Regions from separate parts of the Mus musculus genome. Here regions 2 and 3 are each linked to region 1. The links are chromatin contacts, called in public HiChIP or PLAC-seq and promoter capture Hi-C maps. All regions are on one chromosome and are shown on one strand. The core of a region is the stretch at or near the end of the contact, and the rest is flanking DNA. Distances in the headings are between cores, read along the strand shown. Region 1 holds the start of 4930550C14Rik (RIKEN cDNA 4930550C14 gene). Region 2 overlaps Exph5 (exophilin 5). Region 3 overlaps Atm (ataxia telangiectasia mutated).

The links. Promoter capture Hi-C pulls out the DNA fragments that hold promoters and counts their contacts. HiChIP or PLAC-seq counts read pairs in DNA pulled down with a chosen protein or histone mark.
Region 2: a promoter capture Hi-C map of liver shows a contact between it and region 1. The contact joins the enhancer-like site here to the promoter of 4930550C14Rik in region 1. A contact is called at or near these places in 1 of 39 promoter capture datasets (liver), 18 of 484 Hi-C or Micro-C datasets (the AML12 cell line, CD8 T cells, the HL-1 cell line and 8 more), 4 of 115 datasets of contacts at active chromatin or transcription factors (embryonic stem cells, hepatocytes and pancreatic cancer cells) and 3 of 9 other capture datasets (adipose tissue, liver and pancreatic islet).
Region 3: an RNA polymerase II HiChIP or PLAC-seq map of embryonic stem cells shows a contact between it and region 1, with 13 read pairs. The contact joins the enhancer-like site here to the promoter of 4930550C14Rik in region 1. A contact is called at or near these places in 3 of 484 Hi-C or Micro-C datasets (Th1 cells, embryonic stem cells and nephron progenitors), 3 of 115 datasets of contacts at active chromatin or transcription factors (CD8 T cells and embryonic stem cells) and 1 of 9 other capture datasets (adipose tissue).

What each region holds. Positions count from the first base shown.
Region 1 is chr9:53,403,339-53,407,182 of GRCm38.p6, forward strand. 4930550C14Rik (RIKEN cDNA 4930550C14 gene) reads left to right here and starts at 1,948. Exons shown (of 9, transcript NM_001376944.1): 1 at 1,948-2,274.
Region 2 is chr9:53,321,545-53,325,698 of GRCm38.p6, forward strand. All of the region lies in intron 1 of Exph5 (exophilin 5), which reads left to right. Among named protein-coding and RNA genes, the nearest start is that of Exph5, 22 kb to the left of the region's middle. Within about 2 kb of position 2,072, at least 22 of the 459 cell types and tissues checked have an H3K27ac peak or open chromatin away from gene starts, as enhancers often do. A contact at or near this core is called in the AML12 cell line, colorectal tumor organoids, hepatocytes and 3 more, where this site is marked.
Region 3 is chr9:53,505,615-53,509,962 of GRCm38.p6, forward strand. Atm (ataxia telangiectasia mutated) reads right to left here. Exons shown (of 63, transcript NM_007499.3): 15 at 2,164-2,289; 16 at 929-1,018. Among named protein-coding and RNA genes, the nearest start is that of Atm, 29 kb to the right of the region's middle. Within about 2 kb of position 2,542, at least 32 of the 459 cell types and tissues checked have an H3K27ac peak or open chromatin away from gene starts, as enhancers often do. A contact at or near this core is called in embryonic stem cells, where this site is marked.

The DNA of each region.
Region 1 (3,844 bases), core at 698-3,197:
GTGTTTCTGCTCGGCTTGAGTAAACCTTTCTGACTTTACTGTTCTAGGGAATTTAAGCAGTTTTGGCCTAGTCATCGGGGCCTGAAGAGGAAGCACAGCGGCCCCGAGAATCACTGGGTGAGTTCTCCACCAGGCGCGCCTTTTCTCAACTTTCTTCGATTTGTGATCCGAGTTTGATTGTTTGCTTTCTCAGTGGAAGAGCATGGGGGTTCATGCCTTCTGGGTAAATGTCCTACAACTGAAGTATTATAATCCCAATTTTGTACTATTATTATTATTATGTAAGTACACTGTTTCTGTCTTCAGACACTCCAGAAGAGGGCATCAGATTTCGTTACAGATGGTTGTGAGCCACCATATGGTTGCTGGAATTTGAACTCAGGACCTTCGGAAGAGCAGTCTGCGCTTTTAATCACTGAGCCATCTCGCCAGCCCCAGCATTGAGGTTTTTGTTGTTGTTGTTGTTTGTTTGTTTTGTTTTTTCAGGGTTTCTTTGTATAGCCCTGGCTGTCCTGGAACTCACTTTGTAGATCAGGCTGCCCTCGAACTCAGAAATTGGCCTGCCTCTGCCTGGGATTAAAGGCATGTGCCACCATGCCTGACTATAATCCCAAATTTTAAGACATGTTAAAATCTCGACTGTGGCTGATTGAGGGAAAGTCCTAACCACAGCCCACAATCCCTTGCCTAAAACACCCAGTCTGCAACGCTGGAGAGGGTCTGTGCCCTGCCCCCAATTCCCCTTGCAGTTCCAAGACAGCCAGGACTACATGGAGAAACCCTGCCTTGGAAAAAAAAAAAAAAAACCCTTATGGAAAAAAAATTTAAACAAAAACAAGAAAATTAATCCTTTTTTTTTTTTTTTTTTTTTTTTTTTTTTTTTTTTACAAAGTGAGTTCCAGGGCAGCCAAAACTACACAGAGAAACCCTGTCTCGAAAAAAAAAAAATTTACTCCTATCTGTGTGCTAACACGTGGCTGGTTCTGACTCCCAGCTTCATGCTCCCAGGAATAAGACTTAGACTCAAAATATATTTACAAATACCTTGGCCATAAAGCCAGGGTTTTCTCTGACTAGATCATAACTTACATAATCGACATAAACCCATTATTTTAACCTACATTTTGCCACATGGCTGGCTATCAATGCTCAGGCACCATGAGTCGGTCTCCTCACATCTTCCCGGGCTATTCTCCCTTGGGACTCTATCCCAGAATCCTTTCTGCCTCCTGGATGTTCCACCTCCCATTTCCTGCCTAAGCCATAGGCCACAGACTTTTTAATTGACAGGTGATGCATCCATACAACACACAAGTATTCTCTCTACGCATGGCCACAGTGTCTTGAAGGAGAACCAAAGCCCAAGGCCCTGTTTATGGAAACTGTGATAATTTTGAAGGTCTTGACATTCACTTTGTCACCGAATTTCCTACAGAGATTCCGCCCCCACCCCCCGTAAAAATGCATTTAGTATGTAAGGAAAATATTTTCCTAGAAGTTCATCTTCCTCACAAATTATGTTCCATGCAAGAACATAGAACTGGGCAGGTCTGAATACTCTTCATTTTACATTGTTACACTCTGACATTGAGGTAATGTCGGCGTGCAGGATATTCAACATTCAAGTCAATAAAGCATGCATTAAATATGCAGTGTGCTTTCGGGTTCTGTGAAGTCCTCTATTTAAAACCCGTGTCAGGCTAAGGAGCTTAAATTTAGAAATAGCGTTAGTCTGAGACCTCATGTTACTTAGGCCTTCAGCAAGGCCCGTCACATGCCCGAGATCTCTCTGAGTTCCTTTCTCAAGTCCTCTGCCTCTATGGCACTGAGACTGGAAGAGAGCGAGATTTCTACCAGAACAAACATCAAAGTGAGAATGGTCAGGGTTGGGGGCGGGGCCTAAGAAGGTTGCTAGGGAAGGAGCTATTAAGTCATTTCCGACTGACTAAGTCGTTACCAAGGAAACAGCGGAGAGCGACAGAGATTGGCAAGTCAAGGGACATGTTCCCTCCCCAGCTCCTTTCTGCTCTGGTGTCTGGTTTGATCTTGGCCTGCTGAAAGACGCTAAATACTCACGATCTTAGTATGCTACCATCCTTCTCCATGCTCTGTTCCCCAAACCCCTCTCCTGGCACAGTTGCTCTGCTGTGATGGAAAAGCTTTCCTCTACCTCACCAACCCCCACTCCAGCCTCGCCCTAACTCAGGAGCTGCAGCTTCGGGGATATTGCTAACCCACCTCTCGCATTGGGTTTCCTCCACCCTGTTAAATGCAGTATGTGGTTTTAGATTTTTCTCCCTAAAATATTTAGAGATGGAGGGAGCATTCTAAAGGGTACATGCTTAGGATTTCTGTCTTGTCCCTCAGTATCAAGATGTATAGGTAAAGAGGAATAGCAAAATCGTGAAGACACATTTGCTGAAAAAAATAAAATTTAGTAAAGAGAACGGGAATACGGGTTTGGAGTTGGAGGAAACCACAGGACAAGGGTGTCCACTTGCAGGGCTCCCTCTGAATCCCAGCACAGGGCTATTGGTTTGAGACTGGCTGGTAGTCCTCTCCTAATTGGCAGTTCGCACCTGGGTGTAGTAAAGTCCTGACTTAAGCAATGGTTTCCTTGTGCTCCTTGGGTCTTAGAATTGAAGTATTTCCCACGTGGTTTGAAGCCTCATAGCAAACGGTTCTGCTCTGAATCATAAGTTTCCTTTACCCTCTCCTGCGCCTTTCATCTCTCCTTCTCTAACAATATTTTCACGTTTTAGTGCCTCATATTTAAAAAAGACAAGCCCTCTTGAGTCCAGCCTCATCTTCTGGCTACTGTGTCCCTGCTTCCACATAACAGCCCAGAGCCTACTTTGTCAATTCCTCAACAACCTCGGTCTTTTGCTCTGCGGCTCCACTGCTGGTAATCAGCAGTTAGGTCTCTCTCTCTCATTTTTGACTGTACTCATGCACATTTACCTGACCTGCCATTTAGTACACTAGCAACATTTAGTATAGTTGAACGTGCCAAGGCTTTTTGGTCTTCTTTCTCCTTTCACGAAGTGCCTTTGTTCCTCGGGATCGTTTCTGCGTTGCTGTGCTAGTCACGACAGAATGGCAATGCACACGCTACACCTTTAATTTGCATCATTAACACATCGCCATAGATCCTTAAATCTTAAGTCAACTAGAAAAAGTCATAAATACCGATTTAAAACATTTGATAGTTTTCACAATGCAAATACTCTTAGGGCCAGTCTTATAGCCTCAGAACTTGAGAGAAGCTGGGCAAGGTTAACCCCTAGTCTCTTCCTTATCGTTATTGTTATTGCTGTTGTTTTGCGATTCTTCTGGAAGTGTCAGGCAAACACTCTTTCCCTGAGCTACAGCTCCGGCCCTTCCTCTTCCCACCATGTAGGTTCAATTATCAGCTCAAGTGCAACGCAACAGTTAATTGCTGGAGATTTCAAAAAAAAAAAAAAGTCTTTACATTTACCTGTGTGTATGTGTGTAGGCATTCAAACTGAGATTGTCACGCTGGCAGAGCAAGAAGTTACTCAGTGAGCTTTCTCTCCAACCCCTCAATTCACTTTTATCTCATATGCTAACACAAGAATCAACTCAGCATACGTCCCCAGAACACCCTCACAGTAGAACAACTTGACATCCACCACCTCTCCCATCACAGCTTTGGAAACCTTGGAAGGGGCTAAGAACTAGACTCTCTCCTGAGTTCTCTACTACTCTTTACAGTTCAAATAGAAACTGAAGTGCAAGTAGTGATTTTTGTTTCACCCCTTAATAGTACAAGCTTCATGTTTTTTTTTTTAAAGTAATGCATGATATATAAAATGGACAATGT
Region 2 (4,154 bases), core at 822-3,321, 82 kb before region 1:
GGCGAGCAGCCTGTCAAACGGCGGGTGGCCAGCGAGCCAGAGCGATACACGGGTCTTTTCATTTCCTCCCCTTGGCTTTGGACTTCAGTCAGAAGCCAATTTCTTTTTCTGTAAGCAAAAAATATCATGATCAAATAATTGACACAGCTGCCCTCCCTCCAAATAAAACAAAACAAAAAGCCCAGGACTCTATTCCAGGTCTTTGTCCTCCCGAATAAACAACAAGCTTCCTTTTGAGCAGCTCTGTCCCTTTCCAGGTGGGATGGACAGAAATGCTGTCCAGGAGTGGGAGCTTCCTCCCCTCGGTACACCATGCTCCCTAGCGTAGAGCACTGTATGAATGTCGCTTTCGAAGCTCACGCAGAGTCACTGAAGACAGAAGCGAAGCAGTCAGTCTGTGTGGGCACCAGCACCAGACAGGTAAACTACCATTCTTCTAAAAGCCCCAGAGCACTCAGGTTTGTGACTCAAGAAATTAATGCATTAGCTTAAATGTATTAAGTGCACACCTGAGGGGTCAGGACGTGTCCAAGAGTGAGATCCAGCAGACATGGTGATGAAGAGATGCTACGTCAAGGTCTCAGTGTGTGCATTTGCTTAGCTAAGCCCAGTGTTTTGTGGAGTCAGGATGAGTAGCATTTTTACTCATATTAAAATATGAGGTCCTTGATAAATATTTTGAGGACCTATATTTATAAAAGGTATGTAACCTATTATTGTTAATGTAAAATCCAGGGTTGAAGAAATGTGTAATGTATTTGGGAGACAGACCATAAAAATTTAAGAAATTTCTCTCCCTCTCTTGTTTGTTTGTTTGTTTGTTTGTTTTTGTCTCACTCTGTAACCCAGGCTGTCCTAGAACTCACTACATACCCAAGGCTACTTTTAAAAGTCTGATGATGCTCTGCCCTTTGACAATTTATATAGGATTGAACTGCTCATGACTGGAGAGTAGTACAGACCGTGGTGATGCAGGGCCAAGGACGCAGAGAAACGTGGATGGAACTAAGCTTATAAGAAAAGTCTTTGCAGAGAGGCCAGCCATGCGGGCTCAGCTCTGGTGTGGATATGTAGAATGTGGCTAGAGAAAATGATTACTAATTATGGCTTGTTGCTCTTCCAACTGAATAGAATATCACACTTATCAAATTATAATTCATAGTTAGAATATGTAATCTTCACTTCAGAAAAACCATTCATGTTCCTATCAGAAATTGAAACCCTAAACGAAAGACTTAGTGCTTGCTCTGTGGGAACTGCTGTCTCCTCCTCTCCAGAGCCTCTGCCCTGCCTGACTCTCTCTCTCCTCCTGGCTTCCCTGTATCCCACCCACCTTCGGTGACTATTATTAAATGTTCACTAATTTCCAACCAGTTGACACATAAAGAATGAGTGGATTGTTTCATTTTTTTTGTTTCAACTCTGTAAATTTTAAATAGAAATTCAGTAACCTCTGACACACTTCCCACATGTTAGAGGTTTTGTAGCATCTTTCTCCAATTTCTGGCTTTCTGTTGACTCAGTTGCTCCAGAAAGCAATTTTCAGAATGCTGGGGATCTCCTATGAGTGAGTGGTTGACAGGACAACTAAAATACTTTGCAATCACTGTGAGTGAATATCATGGCTGGCAACCACAGGCAGTTTCAGATGCTTCCTCTAACTGAGTTCAGACACCAGTAAGACTGCTTCTGCCTTGAAAGGACCATCTTCATATTAGCAAGAATGAATCCTATCCTCCTTTGTGACCCTAAATCAAGAGTCTTGGCTTTCTCCTATACATGACAGGTTATACCCATCTTTATCCACCAATAGATATTCAATTTCTCAGTGTCTTCGTACCATCATTAGGAATGTTAAAGCTCATTGTGGTTGAAATGGCTTTTCTCCCTAGCTGAAAAGACATTTTTAAAAACTTTAGCTAGGTGCCAGCACTGAGTCAGGTCATGGAACAAAGGAATTCATGAAAAGGGCATCACAAGCAAAAAAAAAAAGAGAGAGAGAGAGAGAGAAACTTGGAGAATAGCCCAGAGGGCATGACGAAGTCCTCAGAATGGTTGGCAAACAGGGTTTAAATGAGAGAATAAAGGCAAACAAGTTCAGATAAGCAAGCAGGGCTGGGTACAAAGAGGAGTCCCAGAGGTGAGGAGGAAAACGAGACAGAAGTTATTTGATCAGTCCAAGTCACAAAGGGACTAGTGCCAGGCCCATGAGTGTCCCCAGCACTCAGATGCTGCATCCTCCCATCCGCTCAGACAGCTTTATACTCCCACGCTTGTCTGGGACAACAAGCTGCAAAGAGATGGCAATCTTGGTTGGTGAGAGTGTCCTGATAGTATCGTCTGCAGAGCTGGACCACATGAAGCCTTTCCTCGTACTTAGCATGGTGGCTTGAACAGGGAAAGGCAAGGAAGCATACAAATTAAGTGGACTGAATGCGACATTCAGCACAGGTCTGCGGCATGCTCCAGTGGCTAGGGCACGGATACTTGGACCCACCCATGAACTACTCTCAGCAAATATCAGGTGTGGCCAACCCTGCTGTGTGTGCTCTTGGTGCTCTATCTGGAATATCAAAGGACCAATATTACCAGTGATACTATTGGATTAAAATAGCAAGCACAGGTCCTGAACAGAGGCACCATAACAGAGACTCCTGAGTCGACACTTGAGGAAAGACTCAGACCCAAGAGCTCATGAAATAATGTTCAACTCTTTTCTAAGGCCATACTAAAGGACAGACAAACTTTGTCTTTGGGTTTATCTGATAAGAAGAAAATTAGAAGAATGCAGCAACTGGTGGTCTAGAGAGGGCTTAAGATCACTCATTGCTCTCAGAGGACTTCAGTTCCCAGTACCCATGTGGCCGCTCACAACCGTCTGTAGCTCCAGCTCGAGAGTCTGATGTCCTTTTCTGGTCTTTGTAGGTACTGAACACTCAAGTGCACAGATATACATGCAAGCAAGACACCCACACAAATTAATTTTTAAAATAGGACAGTAATAACTAAGATGGGAAAAGGGCCCTTGCGTAGAGACAGACTTGATACGATCTTTCTCCACAGTGATTTGATGACGTGTTTCATAAGCAACTAAAACAAGTCCCTTCTTTGGCTTGCCAAATCTACTTCAAAGAAAGTTATTCCAAGGAAATTATGAGAAACATGCCCAAGATCAGTTTTAAACTATGTTCATGTCAATATCATAACTGTGAAAAATTAAAAAATAATTCATGTGTCTGACTATAAAACGGATATAATGGTAGACTGTTGATATAGTTTAACAGTGTTCTTAACTATAATGCTCAATAGAATGCAGTATTTAAGGTGTGAGAACCCTTTTTAAACACAAACTAGCACACTAAGAAAGTAGGAAAACATTATAATCAGAGAGCATCTTTTACTTTACCTCCTGTGATCTTTTTAAAAGTTACTGAATTAAAATCAGCAGTGCTGCCATGACCTCTCTCCTTGCTCTTACATAATAAAAGTCCTTTGATCACTTTAAAACACACAGCACAGTTCTATTTCAATAAGATAATTAGAAAATCCAGTTTAACCAAGTTCAGCTGTATTCAGTGGACCAGCTAGTTCCTCCTAGCAGCCAACACCTGCTTTCTTCTGCTAAAACCAAGACTGGCAAGATCTGGGGACTATATGTGGGCTTGTTGTGGTGGTGGTGGTGGTTGTTTGTTTGTTTGTTTGTTTGTTTTTTACTTCAAGATTTTTTTGGTAATTTCCAAGTTTTCTGTGTTGCATTGAATTATATTTTCATAAAGTCAACTTAGAAAAACTTTATAATGGCAAAGCAGTTCATTTTATCTACATTTGAAGGATCCTGCCCTAATGCTAAGAATTCCCTTGAGAACAACTCCTGTGTTGCTTATGGCTGGGTGTTTTACTTGTTGATTTTAGGTGACAAGGAAAGTATGTTAGTTTCCTATAAGTGGTGGGTGGCACATTGTTTACATTACAATGGGAAATGAGAAGACAGCCTGGGCCTCGTGCAGTCAGTCCTCAGGAGCTGAAAGTTGGCAGCACTCTGGTACCAGTCAGTGAGGTGAGAGTCCCCAGGTCTGGGGCTCTGAGTTTTTTCTCTGGTTCTCCTTGTTCACATCCATTTCCATGGCTGGTTTCCTTCTCACACCATCCGTCTC
Region 3 (4,348 bases), core at 1,292-3,791, 100 kb after region 1:
AACTAAACTACTCCGCCAGGTACTGATCTTAAGAAGAAATCAGGGCAGAGAGATGGCTCAGCAGTTAAAAGCACTGACTATTCTCTTTCAGAGGTCCTAAGTTCAATTCCCAGCAACCACATGGTGGCTCACAACCATATGTAATAGGATTCTATGCTCTTCTCTGGTATGTCGGGAGACAGCTACAGTGTACTCACGTATGTAAAATAAATAAATAAATCTTGAAGGAGAAGGATAAAGAGAAGGAGAAAAAGAAGAAATAGTCAATAATCAAATACATAGCCCCTAAATGCAAAAGCTTATTAAAGGCTACAATTATTTTTTAAAAATCCAACATGTTATATACCATGAAATGCTTATCTACTCAATAGGTATTTCAACAAAAATTTGCAATTTAAAGGATTGGCAATCTAGGTCAGTGGGTAGAGGTATTTTTCTTCTTTGTTTTTTTTTTTAAGGTTTATTTATTTTATTTACATACATGAATATACTATAGCTGTCTTCAGACACACCAGAAGAGGGTATCAGATCCCCTTAGAGATGGTTGTAAGCTACCATGTGGTTGCTGGGAATTGAACTCAGGACCTCTGGAAGAGCAGTCAGTGCTCTTAACCTCTGAGCCATCTCTCCAGCCTGGGTAGAGGTTTTCTCATGCAAGCCTGACATCCTGAGTGCAATCACTGGATCCGAAAAATGATCAATGAGCACCCACTCCCAGGAGTTGTCCTGACTTCTACATATATTGTAGTACACATGCACTGGCTTGCTTATGCTTGCTCACCTCCCCTCCTCTCTGACACATACATTCGTACATACATACACACAATATATATATATACACATACATACACACTCACACATATACATATAATTTTACTACATCTTAGTATCAAAGAAATTTATTAATAAAAAAAGGATTCATACTTACTAAACTTTTACAAATATCTGCAATGTCATTCATAAGCTTTGATGTTAATAATCGTAGGAAAAAGCCAGAGGCAATCTTGTTTGGCGTATGCTGTAATTTGAAAACAGATATAAGCAGTGAACAATAAAACAAATACATAGTTTTCGTAGTACCATTTTCTCTACCTTGAATGAGATGTAGATAGGAGTTCAGAACTGAGGTCAAGTTCTAAGTTAAGATACACCACCATCTATCTATCTATCTATCTATCTATCTATCTATCTATCTATCTATCTATCTTCCTTCCTTCCTTTGCCTTGCCTTTCCCTCTTCTTTCTTTCTTTCTTTCTTTCTTTCTTTCCCTCTTTCTTTCTTTCTTTCTTTCTTTCTTTCTTTCTTTCTTTCTTTCTTTCTGTTTTTTAAGAATAGGACTTATTAAGTCCATTCAAGAGGGCAGTAAACTAGGAAGTAACCAGAATAGCAACTACAGCCTAACTACTTTCCTTAAGGAAATATAAACAAAGTAAATATCTTTGTGTTTATGCATCACTAAAGTACCAGCTACTGATCCTAAACATAATAAGCAATTAACTGTGAGGTTTATTCTGTCCTTTCATGCCTTCTACACTTATATAAATACAGGAAAGATAATGGAAAACAAAACCATACTTTATGAAGAGCAAGCTGCTTGCATACCAGCTTCCAAATACTGTTCCAATTGCTGGTAACACTCTAGCATGGTTTAGTTACTCCACCAGGCAAAACCAAAAAAGGATGACTAACAGAGGCACTTTTTCTACCAAATGTTACCTATGATGATATGGGTTAAAGGAAGTAGCATTTGTACTTGTGTCATTTATCTTTGTTGGCGCTCTACAGAATAAGCTCCATCCTAGGATGGCATTATTTATCTTTGTGGCACTCATCTCCTGTGGTATAGTTGTTATGGGAAAAAAAAAAACATACTTCTTAATAATCAACAAATTAATGAAAGTATACTCACAATAAAAGACTCATCTATGCGTGCGTGCGTGCGTGTGTGTGTGTGTGTGTGTGTGTGTGTGTGTGTGTATGTAATGATAAAAAAATCAAAGTTATGAAATTGTTTCATGAGAAACCAATATTCTCTGAATGTTCTTCTTTATTATTCAATTTAATTTTAGATCAGCATATAAACTTATAAATGGACCAAAAACTCAACACCACTAAATAATATGTCCCATGAATAGGCTATACTACTAAGAAGTCACTCTTACCTTGGTATGTATACACAAGCAACTTGTACACAGATGCATCACATTTCTCAATGAACCAATTCTTGATTCCTCATTTGTTTTATTTTTAAACAGAGAGATACTTTCTCCTGCACATTGCATCAGAGACTATTTAGAACAGAAGATAAAAAGAAGACAAATTCCAGTTGAAATAACAACTTCGCATTGCTATTTTTGAAATTTCATTTAAGGACAAAAATTCAATATATTTACAAACTGAATATGAAACTGGGACTTGGGCTGACACTAGCATTTAAGAAAGGCTGATGCTTGGGCTAAACCCTGACTCCGGTAGGGCTAGTTCTGATGCTAGTTCTGATCCTGTTCCCCAATTGGTTCTTGATATGTCAGTAAAGAAGCCATGGGCCAATTGCTGGACAGAAGGAAGAGGCGGGACCTCCGGGTCCCTGAAGGAAAGGGAGAGACTCAAGGAGAGAAGAGACAAGAGTTGGCCATGCTTCTGAGAAAAGTAGACCAGCAATGTACAATCTCTAAACGGAGTGGCCACACATGCCGCTCCAAACAGGTGGGTGGTCAGGGGAGTTTAGCAGGGTCTAGATGTAACTGAGTAAAGTTTAGGCCAGGTGGGAGGTGTGGAGCTTTTCCAGGCGGGAGGTAGTAACGCCCAGCAATTGTGTCAAAGGGCAAGTTGAACTGTGTGTGTGTGTGTGTGTGTGTGTGTGTGTGTGTGTGTGTGTGTGTGTGTGTGTGTGTGTGTGTGTGTGTGTGTGTGTGTCTTTTATCCTTAGATTCAAGGGAAGCTGAGTGGGAGCTGGTAGCTCAGCCTGCTTCAAGAGCTTAGGCGGGGTAGCAAAAGCTACACGCAACAGACTACCAAGGGAAAAAAAGGGCACATTGTCATGCAATAAGATTACAAGTGACAAACATCCAAAAAGAAAATGGCAAATCTAAGCTATGTGTGGCAATGAACCTGTAATCTTAGTGCTCAGAGAGTATAAAGGACATTAAGTTCCCGGCCAGGTTGGACTATAAAGTAAGACTTTGTCTCAGCAAAATTAACTACAACAAAAATCCCACCACAATCTTAACATCCTGTTTCCTTTGCAATCCCAACACTGATACACTAGTGTTGAGAGATGAAGAAAGCTTTAAGCTAGGCAGTGGTGGCCCATGGCTTTGATTCTTCCGCTGGGGAGGCAGAGGCAGGAGGATTTCTCTGAGTAGTAGCCTAGTCTACAGGGTGAGTTCCGAGTTCCAAGACAGTGAGGGTTACACAAAGAAACCTTGTCTCAAAAATAAATAAATACATAAATAAATGGAGATAAACAAAGTTTTAAGCTTAGAAAATACTTGAATAATATACTCAATAAAGAGTTCCTTATTATAGATTATCTGAGGGAAAAATTTTAAGAGTACAGATAAAAATCAATATGTATAGCTAAGGATGGTAGTACACACTTTCAACCCCAGAATTTAGGAGGTCCAAGGCAAACATTCTGCAAGTTCCAAGACAGTTAGGGACCCTACCTCAAAAACCAGTATTCTAATAAGGTTACATTGTGATATGAGATCATTTACCATATGTATTAATTACTGGCTTGTAATAATTTCATATTCTAAGGAAGGGCACAGTATTTATTTTAGACTGTGAAAGAAAAAAGTTAATCTATACATATTGAGCATATCTAAAATACAGAGAACAAAAATGTTTCAGAATCTGGAATATTTATAGACACATAACAACGTGGTCTCTTTGGGCTATCCCAAATCTAAATACAAAACTCATTTGTTTCATCAACTCTGCGTTGGTTATATTTTTTTTTCAACTTGACACAAACTACTCATATGAGAACAGAGAACCTTAATTGAGAAACTGGTTGATAGACAAGCTTGTAGGGACTTGATTGATCATTGCTGTAGGAGGGTCCTCTGTAGGCAGTGCCATCCATGGGCAGATCCTGAGGTAAAAAACCAAAGTGGGGGAGCAAGCCAATATACATACAGCATTCCTCCATGGCCTCTGCTTTCCACCTCCAGGATGCTACCGTGGCTGCCCTCTATGATGTTCTACGATCCTGAAGGGTAAACCAGATAAACCTTTCCTCCCCGGGGAGGCTTTTGATCGCGGTCTTTATCATAGCACCAGAAAACTAAAGACAGCGTCTGTCTCGTACATGCCTGATGGTGACCCACGTCTACATTTTGA